Regions from separate parts of the Anser cygnoides genome. Here regions 1 and 2 are each linked to region 3. Evidence: chromatin contacts called from public Hi-C data. All regions are on one chromosome and are shown on one strand. Each heading gives the region's core, a stretch centred on a gene start, on an enhancer-like site or on the middle of the called end of the contact. The rest is flanking DNA. Distances are from core to core; before and after follow the strand shown.

Evidence for each region. Hi-C and Micro-C count contacts between places; a contact is called where the count stands out from the background.
Region 1: a Hi-C map of liver shows a contact between it and region 3, with 4 times the contacts expected there. The contact joins two enhancer-like sites. A contact is called at or near these places in 2 of 7 Hi-C or Micro-C datasets (both in liver).
Region 2: a Hi-C map of liver shows a contact between it and region 3, with 8 times the contacts expected there. The contact joins two enhancer-like sites. A contact is called at or near these places in 2 of 7 Hi-C or Micro-C datasets (both in liver).

What each region holds. Positions count from the first base shown.
Region 1 is chr2:59,051,922-59,056,558 of Taihu_goose_T2T_genome, forward strand. No RefSeq gene overlaps it. Among named protein-coding and RNA genes, the nearest start is that of SEC61G, 27 kb to the left of the region's middle. Within about 2 kb of position 2,255, at least 1 of the 3 cell types and tissues checked has open chromatin away from gene starts, as enhancers often do. A contact at or near this core is called in liver, where this site is marked.
Region 2 is chr2:59,086,205-59,090,977 of Taihu_goose_T2T_genome, forward strand. No RefSeq gene overlaps it. Among named protein-coding and RNA genes, the nearest start is that of SEC61G, 62 kb to the left of the region's middle. Within about 2 kb of position 3,172, at least 1 of the 3 cell types and tissues checked has open chromatin away from gene starts, as enhancers often do. A contact at or near this core is called in liver, where this site is marked.
Region 3 is chr2:59,241,636-59,245,876 of Taihu_goose_T2T_genome, forward strand. All of the region lies in intron 1 of EGFR (epidermal growth factor receptor), which reads left to right. Among named protein-coding and RNA genes, the nearest start is that of EGFR, 68 kb to the left of the region's middle. Within about 2 kb of position 2,251, at least 2 of the 3 cell types and tissues checked have open chromatin away from gene starts, as enhancers often do. A contact at or near this core is called in liver, where this site is marked.

The DNA.
Region 1 (4,637 bases), core at 1,005-3,504, 190 kb before region 3:
AAGCAGGCAGGTATCTCAGTATGAAGGAACACCTGGAAAGATGAATGATGAGAAAATTTTGCCTGTGGAGAGGTAGCAGCAGGGAGTTTTGGTGGTATGGAGTGTGTAGGCGAATGCCAACAAAAATTTTTTGCATTCATTTTGAAATGAGAAAATGATCATAGGAACATAATTATTGGTTTCAGTTCTGGTTTTACACAAAGATGTTTTCCTGTCTGGGATTTAATCCTGTCCTGGTTTACTTTACCCCCCAATATTTGAATCTTTGGTAGGAATGTGTAAACTAAGTCCTTACTGGATGTGTTATCCCACAAAATGATCACTGCCTCAGCTTCGGTGAGACCACTGCCTGCAAATCCAGCCCCCAGTAACTACTCACAAGTCACAAGATTTTGGCCCCCCTACAGGATCTGGCAGAAAGCAAAGGGGAGGTGGAAATTAAGGAAACATTTCATCATGCAGATAGGCAGTTGAGAAAACCCCATTACCATAAGAGGAAGTACACCTTTGCTACGACTGGGGAGATTTGTACTGGGAATTATAGGAGCTTGCTGACTTTAGTGGAATTAGCTGTGTAGGAAGGTAGAGAAAGTATTTAGCAAATTAACTGGCAAAAAAAAAAAAAAATCTTGCAACATATATCGTTTCATACAACATTTTTCCACACATGTATTTTTATCAATTGGAGCCAGTCTTCCTGGGGGCTGCTGGGCTTGGGATGTTTGTCCTTTTATTTGTCCAAAGAAGAAATGGATCCTGACAGAATAAATAGACTTATCTGTGCTGCTCTGAGATTTTTTTTTTTTTTATCATTTTCTGGACAGGCCATGTTTTTATGTCTGTAATGCATTACAGTGTTTTATGAACACAGTTTTCCAGCTGATCGGTCAATACCAGACAGAGCAGTGGCTTTGGTGATGTGGATGTTTGTCAGTGGGAACTGGAGTTCTTAGTTCATGTAACGGTGGCCACTGAACTTATTACATGAAAAATATAAACTGTAGTAACAAGAGATGGTGACTGGAAAACCTGAGAGATAAGCTCTCTCTAGAGATACATTCTTAAAGTAACTGAATCCATTCAAATAACCACAAGAAAGGGCATTACAAGGTTTCCACAAATATTCCCTTGTTCTTTCTGGGAAATGTGTTCATTTTTAAAACTGTGAAAAAGATGCATATTTACTGTGTTCAGCATGGTTTCATATTTCTACGTGAGGGGAGGAAGCTAGACTAAAGAGCTGTGCTGGGCACAATGACAACTAAGGAGAAAAAACAATCACAGACCCAAAATAAGGAGAAAAATTATTAAAGGTCCACTGAAGCCATCCAAACAGTTTTGGGGAATAAATCCTTGTAAAAAGTGACACCTGTCTTTGCCCCCATAGCGTACAGTGATGTTAAGTTCACAACACTTAATATGGTACCACACCTGGGATATTGTATGGCATTTGTCTTGGTAAATTCAGAGAGAAGACAGATGGTGTTTCTGTGCTATCATTAACTCTCTTTCCAGCCTCTTGTTCTTCAGATATGGAGGAACACACACACCTTCCCTGTCTGGGAAATGGGCAGCTTACAGGAAGACTATCCCCTGGATGGGTACTACCAGGAGGTAGTGCCAGCAAACAGGAGATAACACACTGGGGCTGGCCAAGGGCACAGTATTTATTGTTCAGGACCAGGCAGCCAGCTCTCAGTTTCGACATAGTGCCGAGCCACTTCTGCTTCACTTTGCCTTGCCCTGAATTCTTCAGCAGCCCTTGGGCTAGCCATTTGTTTGTCTTGAGAAACACAGGGGATTACTTCTTTAAATTTTTGGCTGCTGCAATGCCTTGCAGCTTCCCAGAAAGGGTTTTTATAGGTTTATTTGAATTTTGACCACATATAATTGGAAGAGTAATCAATTATTGCATTAGCAATGAACTGAGCACAAGTTCAAAAAAACCTTGTGAGCCCCCATTAAACACTCATTGTCTGCATCCTGCATTCCCACATTCCCACACTGAACGTAACCACACTTGCAGGAAATCTGCCTGCGAGGCGGCTGCCGTGGCTGGGGAGCAAAGGGAGCGCGCGAACGAGCAGGGAGGCAGGTCCCCGCTCACAGCAGATGGAGCAAACATGACACACAGGCTCTCTGAAGGGATCATGCCCTTTTGTGGCTTCTTTCTACTGAAAGCCAAAGCTACTTTTTGATCCTGGCACTTAAAAATATTCAACAATTTCTTTGATTTCCTGGTATTCTCTGTATTTATTCCTTCTTGTCCAGCAACACCAATGTTATTTGCAGGTTATCCTATATAATTCACTTATGGTGTCTGTAGTATTTTTATATCCATTTTGCAACAGTGCAGGACAGCAAGGGCATTTTTCTGCAATTCTTCAACACTAGTGAAACTCTACTTTTGTGTTTCCTAACATTTTCGCAACTTTGAACTCTGCTGAACATCCAATGGGATATGCCTTCTAGGCATACTTTGATAATGATCGTGTTCTCTGTGAAGTCTGCCTGGTTTATTATACTTTTGAGTTAACTTCTGTATTCAACATGTACCAGGATGGCTTTTTTAACTCTTACCTGCTCCGATGGATTTGCTTGCTGATCAATACTGATTTACCCTAGGATTTGCTGATCAGTTGGCTTTGTTTCTGGCTTACAGCAGTGTCAGTGATGCATTCAGAGCTTGATCAGCTCGTTTGCTAAAGCGCAGCAGACTATTTCATACTTGTACTGGTTCTGCACTGCTTTTATGAACTACAATGATATACACAATTGAATAGCCAGTTGCATTGCTTATTCACGGACACGAATCAAAGGTGTTATGTGAAAAGGGTGCCACGTTTCCAGTCTCTCTTCCACACACACACAAGCACTGTGGGACTCTGTGGATGGGCTACTGCCCTGTTCCCTCTGGTAGGCAATGCAAATTGGGGCTCCTTCTGAAGGCATTAAAAGATTAAATGGGATTTCCATATTATAAGTGAGAAAATGCAAACATGCAATAAGGGGTTGGGTGTCAGAGCTTCGTAATGGAGGTTCTTGGTTGGTGGTTTTGTCATCTTATGAGACTTTTAGGTAAAGGGTCAGGATTATAAAAGGAAAACAAAACAAACCAAAACAACAAAAAAAAAGTGACCTTTTCATCCTCCTATCTCAATCTGTGCCTATTTACTATTTAGGGAGCATGTGTGTGCCCCTAGTGTGAAAATAGTTTTCTTTTTGGAAGATCATGTTTTTAATACTGTGGTGCTGGAGAGACTAAGAAATCTTGCAATCCAGGCTTCAATCAAATGTGCAGTTTCTCAGGAGCAACCAGCTTGACAGTAAAACCTGGTAGCTTACATAAATAGCTTACTGTCAGGTGCTTCGGTTTGCAGGGGGGTACGTATCTCTGTTCTTGTACAGACCCCATCAGTCAAACTGGCCCCAATCTTCAGAAGTATATGGTGGTGTCTATCCAATTCCCAACTAGTTTTATAGAGGAGTCTTGTGTCTAATATATATATATGTATATACACATACATATACTGTCTAATATATGTTATATATTTATTAGAAATTTGCCTCAGCTATTCACTATATTTTGGTATCCCAGCCCTCCCCTGCCGCCTTTTTACTGATGAATTTAAGTCAATCTGGTTTTCCTCTGAAGTAGTACATGCCTGAGGCCATATTCAAAACTTTAGCTACAAATTTATTTTACACGCATGGCATTCTTTGCTTTTGTTTGTTCTGTTCTAACCAGATTGGATTCATCGTGTCTCCTAAATAAGAAGTTATCGGCAACAGCAAGAATGAGTAAGGAGGTTACGTCTAGATGGCAGTGTTACTTCAGAAGAACATGAAAAGCCCTTCCAGTTCTGCATGGATTAAACCTGATTGACCTTACTTAGCAGGAGGAAAGCATGCCAAGAACTTATCTTGTACAACCCGTTAGTAAACTTCAAGGTTTCCTGAACCTTAGAAGAGTCATTTTATGTCTCTTTACAAACCTGTTCCACCTGTCTGCAGCTTGTCAATATTTATCCTGTGGCTTATTAAATTCCCAGGCCTCATAAAATGCATTGATCTGTTTTGTTTAACTATTTCTGTGACTGTTTGCTTCTAAGTGTAAATCATGACGTGATATAAAATTATATTGAAGTCCAAACCCTAGGCTCACAGTAACATATTCATAATATATATTTTTCTGCTAATAACTAAATAATCCATTTCATAAACCAACAAACATTACTAAATACTTAATTTTTACCTCTCCAAAGTCTGTGCACCGAAAAGTGTTTCTTGTGAGAGCATGTGAATCCCTGCCAAGTATTGTTTGCATTGTTTTATTTTTTAAAGAACAAGTCTCGTATTAGCATCCAGTCCCTGTGGTCACAGCTGTGTCATGCCATTGATATTCTGTTCTAGTACTGCAGAGCCTTTTAAAAGCGTTTCAGCAATGTTCTGTGTTATTCTGAACCTCTGCAAACTTTGTGTGTACCTCGATTTAGATATGTGGATCAGCCTGTAGGTTTTCAGCCCAGAATAATGCTTTTAGGATGTTCCCATTGGCTTTATTTTTGGTTCCATTTTCCACCTAATGTCACCCAACCTTTTTGGTCAGGCTCCTTTTTTGTTCCATGCCTACGTTC
Region 2 (4,773 bases), core at 1,922-4,421, 150 kb before region 3:
ATCCAGGACCTCAGGGGTTTCTAAAAGCATAGTTGTGTCAGTTTAATTAAGTGTGATTATCTTTCTTTTTCTTCTTCTCCTCTCTATTCCCCTTATACCAGGCTTAATTAAGATGATGCAAAAGTTTTGGTGAGCAGAGTCTTGGCTTAAATGAGGTTTCTATTGATTTAGTTCCATCAGTCAAGAACAATGGTTGCTGTCAGCAGATGAACTTGTGTACTATTTATTGAGATAATTTTGATCATTATGATTATTTCATTCTATTTTTAAGTCTTTGCAAGAAATGTACATATTTTATCATCTCCTTTTTTTGTTTCACTGTTTCCATCTTTATTACTCGTTTTAAATAGCAAATATATTTTATTGTCCTCATTGCAAAGGGAAACCCCCATTCTGATTGTTTTGGCTCTTCTTCTGTAGGATCAATCACCCTGGCAGAATGACATACGATGGCAGTGAAAGTGCAAGACATTTTTTCCAAGCCACTTCTGTGTTGTTTTGGATCTAGTTCCAAGCTTCTTAATGACACAAAGAAAATATTATTAATTTATTGTGATTCTTGGCACTTTCTGAGCATGCTGTTGGTGCTCAACAAGTGACTTTCCTTCCACACAGCATGTGGAATTTCAGGGCCAGGTTCCCATTCCTCGATGTATGTGTCAGATCAATGTAAATATGATGAAGCCAAATAATTACATGGTTTTCTGTAGTTTCTCAGGATTAGGTGCTGTATGACTGAGATGAGAATCCAGCTCACAATATCTGCCTCGTCTAACAAATGTTTCTAGTAACACTGACACAAGAGAACAGAAAGCCAGCAGGCAGAGAAGTGGCAGCGCTGAGATCACTGGCAGATCCCTGGCACTGCTATGTTTGTGAAGGCTGTGCTTCCTATCCAGTTCCTGCTACAATTTTTAATTTGTTTAGCATACAGCAAGTCACATTATTCTTAATAGGAGTTGTTGAGAAATTAGTATTTTTGAAAATCTGCCTGTACATGTTTAATGAATGTGCTCTAGGGAAATTTAACATTTGGGATTTCTATTGAAATTCTTCACTGAGCGTTTGCCCTCCTCCCCCCCCCTCCCCCCCCCCCCCTTTTTTTAAGCAGGAAGAGCAATTATTTCATGCAGAAAATGTTTTCCATGTGCCTTGCGCTTTCTTCACTCAATCCCTTTCTCAGTTGCTATGTGAGCATATTTTCATCGTGTTTTTAATGTATTTTAACTACTGCCCAAGAGCCAGAGGTAAAGTAAGGAAACTATACAGTTTTCCATGCAAAATCTGTACTTGTACAACCGGTGAAGCTCATTTGAGTTGCTACAATTTAGGAGTCCATTTAAATGATGGAAGTACATGTTTAACACCACAAGAAAGAACCTAACTTCTGATATGTGTTCCAGTAACCAACCTAGTTATATACAAGGTTGGGGGTTGCCATCTAGCATAGTTTGTTTTTCTCCTCAGGTCAAAAGGTATCTCAAGTTATAGATCATCTACGCTGCACCACCTTCCATACAGGTAATATTTCAACACATTAGGACTAATTGTGTTGCATGTCATGATCTTCCTCTTTGTGCATTAATTACTGGGGGAAGGAGGACATCTTTCTCATTGTGTGTTAGCCTCAGAGAGTTTCTGATGTGATGCCTAGGAAGGAGAGCAACAGTAGAAAGACTTCTCCTGTTGTTCTGAGCTCTTGCATGTTGGGACTACTACTGTCCTGATGAGGCAATCCAACCATTTATCTCTAGTAAAACAATTGTTATATGGAGCAAGGTAATTAGTGATTCACTAATTCACTGATTCCGTGAAGGTATTGAAACAGTAAAAGAAGTGTGCTACTGTACAAGAGCAAAAATGAGGAACCCTTCCTCTCCCATCCTCTCCTCAACCAGATTTGAGCTTTGTTGGGTTAGTCTCTGCACTGTGATTGCTGCAAATTAGCCTGTTTTGATGTGGCCAAAATGATTAGAAGCATTCAGCTAGGAAAACATTCATCTCCTGGCTTCATGGATGAATCACAGTCTCCATATACCTGCCGGCAGCACCTTTCTTCAGGGCTTACCTGTCATAATGGTGATCTCAGTGGAAGTCATGAGTCACTTCCAGAGTTTGTGAATCACTGAGCTCAATCCAAAGACTTAGATAACAACATTGTGGAAGAATTACAGACCATAATAGAAAACTCTGTAATTCCATTAAGTTTAAATCCATCTGTACATTATTATAAGAGGGTGCAATTATCTGTGTGTTCTAGAACTGTCTTTAAGAGTCCGTAGACCTTTGATATCTCTAAAGCCCTAGCCTCATTTTGGGTGATTTTCTATCTTCTGGAGCACTCTTTCACAATGAAGAATCATACCAGGATGTTTAATTTAGATTCCATGTGAATTAACTTTCAACTGAGCTCCTCCTTCCTGCTCATTGCTTTACGTGATATTGGGCTGAAGACACTGGGAGTCTTTGATTTTGATTTAAGCAGAGCCTGGATTTTAGCTTCACACTCTTGCATCTATTTCTGATGAAAACCTTGAACCCTTTGACATTTAACCGCTGAATCTGGTCCACCATTTTAGTTGTTCAAAGGGGTTTTTTTTTTTGCAAAGCCCAGCATATGAGTTCCCTGTTTTTTTAATTCAAGCTGTTCTTGAAAAATGATAAAAACAGACTGAAATAACAAAGCTACTTCTCTTGTTTTACTTGTAGAGCTGAGAAACAGCTAAGCAAATGTCAGCCAGATTTAATTCAAAAAGAAAAATAGCCTTCTATCTTATGTGCCAAACTTCACTTTGAATAATAATAAAGCCCTGAAATTGCCTATAGCTAGGCTCTAACTGTAAAAAAAAAAAAAAAAAAGGGGGGGGGGGGGGGAGTAGGATTGGAAACAATTGTTGCAATTCACTGATGCTAGACACAATAGGGAGCAGCTTTGCATTGTTAGTAATGAGTGACGAAATTAGATCTCCGAGACTAGAAAATTAGTTATATCATTTGTCCTCTCTTTGGACAAAAGGAGAGCATGGGGTGGATGTGATAGCTGTCCTGCGTCCTCGTTGCCTGGTGGACCCCTTCGTTTTGGGCACACAAAGTATGCTGGAACATTGTGTTTCTGTTTTAGCAGATGAGTGGAAATGACGCACCAGCATGATGATGCCAGAAGTATGGTGAAAAAAATAAATAAAAATCTTCTAGATAGTACTTTTTAAGCTGCTCTCACAACAGCCATTTAAAAGAGATAAGAGGACAGCCATGCTTTTCTTCTCGACTGAGAAGGTAATCTTTCTCAGGAACAAATGAGGGAAATGTTTAATTACCCTTCTGAGAAAGGCAGCAGAGACAAGCAATGAGCTTTCTACAGTGTGTTTGCATTTGTGTGTGTGTGTGAACAGTTCAGGAGAAAAAAAGTGTTTTCAGTTTCCCTAGTTATTTATTACACATCTGCAGCTTGCCTAATTGAACACAGAGAGGTTATCACTTCCAACAAAACAGTCACCAGGGAATACTGATTTTTTTTTTCCAATCAACTTTCCCAGTGGCTGAAAATTGTTAATGTTTATTAACAGAAGAAAGTCAAAGTTAAAGCGGGGAGGAAAATCAATCAGTGAGCTAACAGGGAAAAAACCTGCAACTGCTAGTTCTCAATACACTATTAACTGTTCATCAGAAGTGTGCTAGCAGTCACTCAGGCTCATTCAGAATAGCTTTTGTGATAAATGTGGTGGCCAGAGAATGTCCAAATATAAAGATAAAAATAAAGATCATTTTTTTCTACCTTATAACATAGTCTAGGAAGCTAGGTTATAATTGTATCTAGGAATATTTTAGTGACACAGATGCATAGTTTTTAACTACTACATCTAGCTTTACTGCTAGAAATGTCAGAGGAAGTGATAAGAGCCACCTTGTGAATATGTTTTAATGGAAAGCCTAATACCCTATGGATTAGACTGCAGCTATCCCTCAGATGAAATTACAGTTAAGTGTGTGTGCCCAAAAGGCTTTCGTCATCTGTGCCAATGCTGAATTCAGCCTGATGGGATGATTTTGACATAGTAAAGACTTAAGGATTGGCATGTTTTCAAAGCTGTACATTCTGCTTTAACTGCCACACCCCTATTAATATCAATGGGTGTTAGGCAATGAAACCAACACTTCTCGATTTGAAATTCTGTTCCTGAGTGTCATGGTAGGTTTACAGTATACTACATATCAAACCAAAAGGTTATATCCAGGGCACAATGTCCACTTGTAATCATCCAGAAATACAGACAGTGGGATTTCTCCACAGCTGCAATAACATCACTGTAGGATGTTATGTGTGGGGCCACTCATGTAAGCTCCATAGATCATAGATATTCCCTGGAACAAGATGCAAGATCTGATTCGTAATCCTGTCCCATTAGGTCTGAGTGTGTTCAAACTTTCAGAAACCTCCTCCTGAGGAAGACTGGGGGAGAAGAGGGATGAAAAATAAGCCTCAGGTTACTTGGTCCTCTTCTGTCCTCTAATCCTACCATCTTCATTCGTAAGCCTCTCCTGGGAGTTGTTTAGTATTACATTCCTGTCCTCTTTCTTTGTGCTTCAGCTTTGCACTGTCTGAAAACTCAGTGCACTTATTACCTGTCTAGTTTTGGCAGTTCCCATCCCGTGTGTAAATACAGTTAAAATGCATTCAGTACGCAATCACATAATAGGCTTTTGTTTCTGTTTGGTTTCTAAACAGAAATAAATAAATAAATAACTCTCACTCTCGGTTTTTAAACAAATGGC
Region 3 (4,241 bases), core at 1,001-3,500:
TTATATTCAGAAAATTATTTCAGGTTTTGCATTTCTGTCCTGTTTCTTGTATTTCCTTTTTCTTCATTCTGGTAAGAGTATCACTCAGTGAAAACTGAAACTGGGATTCAACTTTATTTGCTAGAGTTTTCCAGGTAAAGCAGTGATTATCCCTGTGAAAAAGGATACTTTGTCCCTGCTTCAGTGGGCTGAGGACAGGAAAAGAAAAGGTGCTGATCAGATAGCTTGAAACAAGAAACCCGAGTAAAACTGGAGATTTATTTTTTCATTCACTCATTTTTGGCCAATTTCCTTAGTTATGCAGACTAATAGGACTCAAAAGAGTATTTTCTTTTCATTTAAATGAGCATATAGGTAAATGCATTCAACCAGAAAAAAAATATGTAGTAGTTCAAACCTGTTTTTGTACTTTTTCCCCTTTTAAAGTCATTTAACGGTGAAATGTCAGAGTGCTCCTCTTAGTGCACTTAAAATAAATGTCATTCTAAGTTAATACGGATGCAGAGGTCTACAAAACAAAAACAAAAGTACCTTACTGATGTGTTGCTCCCAAATGTCTGGAATAAGTGTCCCTTGCTTGGGGAGGTCTGATAAAAATAGAACATGGTAAGTGTCTTGTTTTATTTTTCTTGCACTGAAATGCTTGCATCAAGAAGTTATGAGTCTTGCAGCAAAGAACAGCTCTTTCTGAGGTTATTTTTTCCAAATTTGCTTACTCTTTGTCTCTGTGGTGACACTCTAGATTCAAAATACCTAGAGCTGCTGTGAAATCATGATGGGAATATTCCTTTTAGACTTGAATAAGTGGACAGCCGTCAAGGTAACAATTTCTGATAATCATTTACTACGTGATAACAGGCACCAACCCTTGCACTGCATTCAACCATGGTAAATGATTGTACCTTTATGGAGGATTTTTAACATGTCCTTCTTCAGAGAAGCAAGTCATATATGATACTGGGAAACAGCACAGGCAAAAGTCAAGGTTAGTGCATAAGCAGCTTTAATTTAAAAGCAACTTCTCAACCATGACCATGACAGCTGACTTCTAGTGTGATTATGGTCTGGTCCCATCATTTTTAGAGCAGTCTTTTTCTCAGTGGAAGCTGTACTCTCAGATACCTGTAGAGCTGCACAGATGAGGTCCAAGTAGCCCTGTAGGCTTCGACAGCAGCACAGGTCCTTTCTTTTTAATATGTTGCTGCAACTCATAGTTCAGACTGAGCCAGCATCAGACGCACATCAGATCAGACTTGCCAGATTTAACTTGTTTCTTAGAAGTCTTTACCAGGCAGCTTTTAGGGGGAAAGGGAAAATTCAGTAAAGGCAGAGGGCAAAGACAGAAGTGTTGGGTTGGCTTGGTGCTATCCATCTACCTGGGGATGGGTTTCACCCCCTCCTGGAGACCCCATTAATGCACTTGAAGGGCACAGTACCACTGAGGTATCACGAGAGGAGCAGTTTAACAAATGGCATGTGCTACGCTGTGTGCTGGCGAAGCTCTAGATGCCAGTCTGTGTCCTGCAGCTCCCACAAGAGCTTTTGGCTCCTCCATTCTTTCCCCACCACAGGTCTGCGGCTTAGCAGCCAACTACCTTGCCACAGATACTGAACGAGGTTTTTCAAACCACAGGGGCTGCATTGATGCATGATTCAAAACTATGGGATGTGGTGATAACGCTTTTCACCAGCAGACCTGGCTTCCCTTTCCACACACCCCCCCCCCCCCCCCCCCCCCCCTTCTTCTCCAGAAAGGTTTATTTCCAAGGTCAGTCATAAGGGTTTGTGTCAGACCTTGAGTCACTTCCGACACTATTCTCATGTCTGTTCAGTTGGTTGTTTTAGGAGCTTCTGGAATTGCTTTATCTTTGTTTCAGCATGAAAGATGTCTGTCTTTTTATATGTGAACTCTGTTGTTTATTTAATAACAGCCTTTCTGGGAACAAAAACTTAGCCACTAACCAGAAAAAACATTTTATAATCACAAGGGTTCCTGGATTAACTCTTCTCCATTCCTCAGAGAATGCCGAAACTGGAGGAAACAAGCTTAGACTTTTCTTTAAGTCGCTTAAAAGTGACTAACATCACTTTTTCCAGTCCTGCAGAATGATTTTGCTACCTCTTAAGGTTTTGGATGAGCTAACGGCTGGTGAATGTTTGGTGTTGGGGGCTTACTAAAATAAAAGTGCAAAATTTGCTGTCACTCAGCTTATTTTTTTTCCTCACTTTCATTTTCTCATCCAAGGGCAGAAAGTTTAGGAAGAAAAAATTGGGGAAATATCAGGAAGAAGTTGTGAGAAATTAAATCCTGACTATTTGCACCAGAAATCTGCTGAAGCATTTTTTTTCCATCTCATCTGCCACAGGCTCACTTGTGCATTTCAGCAATCTGTTCTTCCCACTTTCTTCCTCTGTTACCTTCCCAGTGCCTCCACGCAGCCTCCAAGACCTGGGGCTTCTTTACCCTCCTCCACGTTTCTGTTTTTTTAAACCTATTCCCTGCTCAAGCGAGAAGCAGCATATTAAGGCTACTAGACCAAAATAGAAAGTTTTGGGGTGTTTGGGAGTTTGGTTTTCTTTTTCTGTTTTGCCCTTTAAATACTAACTCTGAATACTCAACCTCTTTTATCTGCTGTTTGTAATGTGTGTTACATGTGGATTTTCTGTTCAGTTCAGAGTGCACAGAGATCAGAGGTCATTGCAGCCTCTGTCCGTACAGTCTGTCCCCTTAGCTCCAGTTACAGACCAGTGCTTTCCAGTTTGCTGTTGCTGTTCAGTGCTTGGCATGAGCCAAGCTGGTGGCCAGTCTGATGCTGCACAAAACAGAGGAGAAGGTGTAATGTTGTGAGGAGCCCCAAGCAGATCTAGCACACCCTTCTTCTGCCAAAGAAATGGCTGCTGTCTCGGGGTTTTCATATTCAACGCTACTAAAAGGACTTTAAAGGGGCTTATTAGAAAAGAATGGGAAATGCATGCCCAGAAAAGAAGGTAGAGAGCAGTGAGGGACTGGGGAAGAACAGAAAACTTCTACATAATTAGGGCAGCTTAGACAAGAGCGTAAAGAAAACAAGGGGCGAGGAAGTAAGTGGAAAAATACAGACGTGGTCTGATTGCAGTAGCAGGAAGTGATAGGTGGAAAGTTTACATTTGGTAGAAGAGCTGGTGAGCAGATTTAGGGAGGTGGGTAGCATCCTGTGAGAGGCAGTGTGGTGAGGTGCTCTTAGCTGCTGAATTTTGTAACAACTTCTGTGTTGACAGAGTGAGCTGAGCAACAAGGAGGTGGGAGCTTACAGCAAGCAGGGAGCACTCGATGGACCAGGAGGTCCAGGAAAGGATGGACCAGGACCAGAACAGGAAAAGTTTTTAATGATTTGGGAGAGGAAAGTCTGCTGGGATTCTGAATCTAAGGCGCACTGTCTTCCAAATGTGGTGTTGAGTTTTCTTCTCACTGCTTTCACCTTAAAAGAAAACAGTGAATATAAAAAACACAAGTTAGTGTCTGGAACATATGGGTTGAGCCTGAGGAATTGTAATTATACATTGCTGGCTTAGATGTTTTCCTAATGGGTCTAGCAGCTTTAGCCCACCAACAATATCAAATATGCAAGCAAAAAGGTTAACAGCAGCAAATATCCTTCACTGAGGTGACTTCAGTGAGCAATAACCTTTTTGAAGTTCTGAAAGAATGAAATGACTTCATGCAGAGTTGGCGTATTGGAGGGAAAAGAAAAGATACGGGTGGGTGCCAATTGTTTTGCATTTGCTAACCAGTTGTTTCAGTGTAAAATCAGGGGAGAAAAGATAACCCAGTGTAAAGTGTGCACATTTTTAGTTGTCTGTTGTTGAAAATGATTAGATTTCCTTGAAGCCATTTTTCCTTCCCTCCTCTTTTTACCTGTTAGTTTTTTTTTTAACTAACGGGGATGTTCCTGTGTTCATTTGCTGGTGTCACTGCTGCCCACCTGCATGTAGCCAGGTGCAGAGGGGCTACTGGGGGGGTGACATGTCGCTGCTGCCCCTCTGCATGTACCTAGGTGCTGAGGGGCTGCTGGGGAGCTGCAGCTGTTCCCTGCCAGGGTGGGAAGCATTGTGCCACAGCCCCAGCAGCTAGCACGTATGTGCAAGGCGTGGGCTTCACGTCCTGCGATAGAAACTTCGGGGGGGGTCACACGAAAAGAGGGTCCTCGTGGCTTAGGTGAAGTACGCAGTGGGGTTTTTAGGAGGAGAAAAAAAAAAAAAGT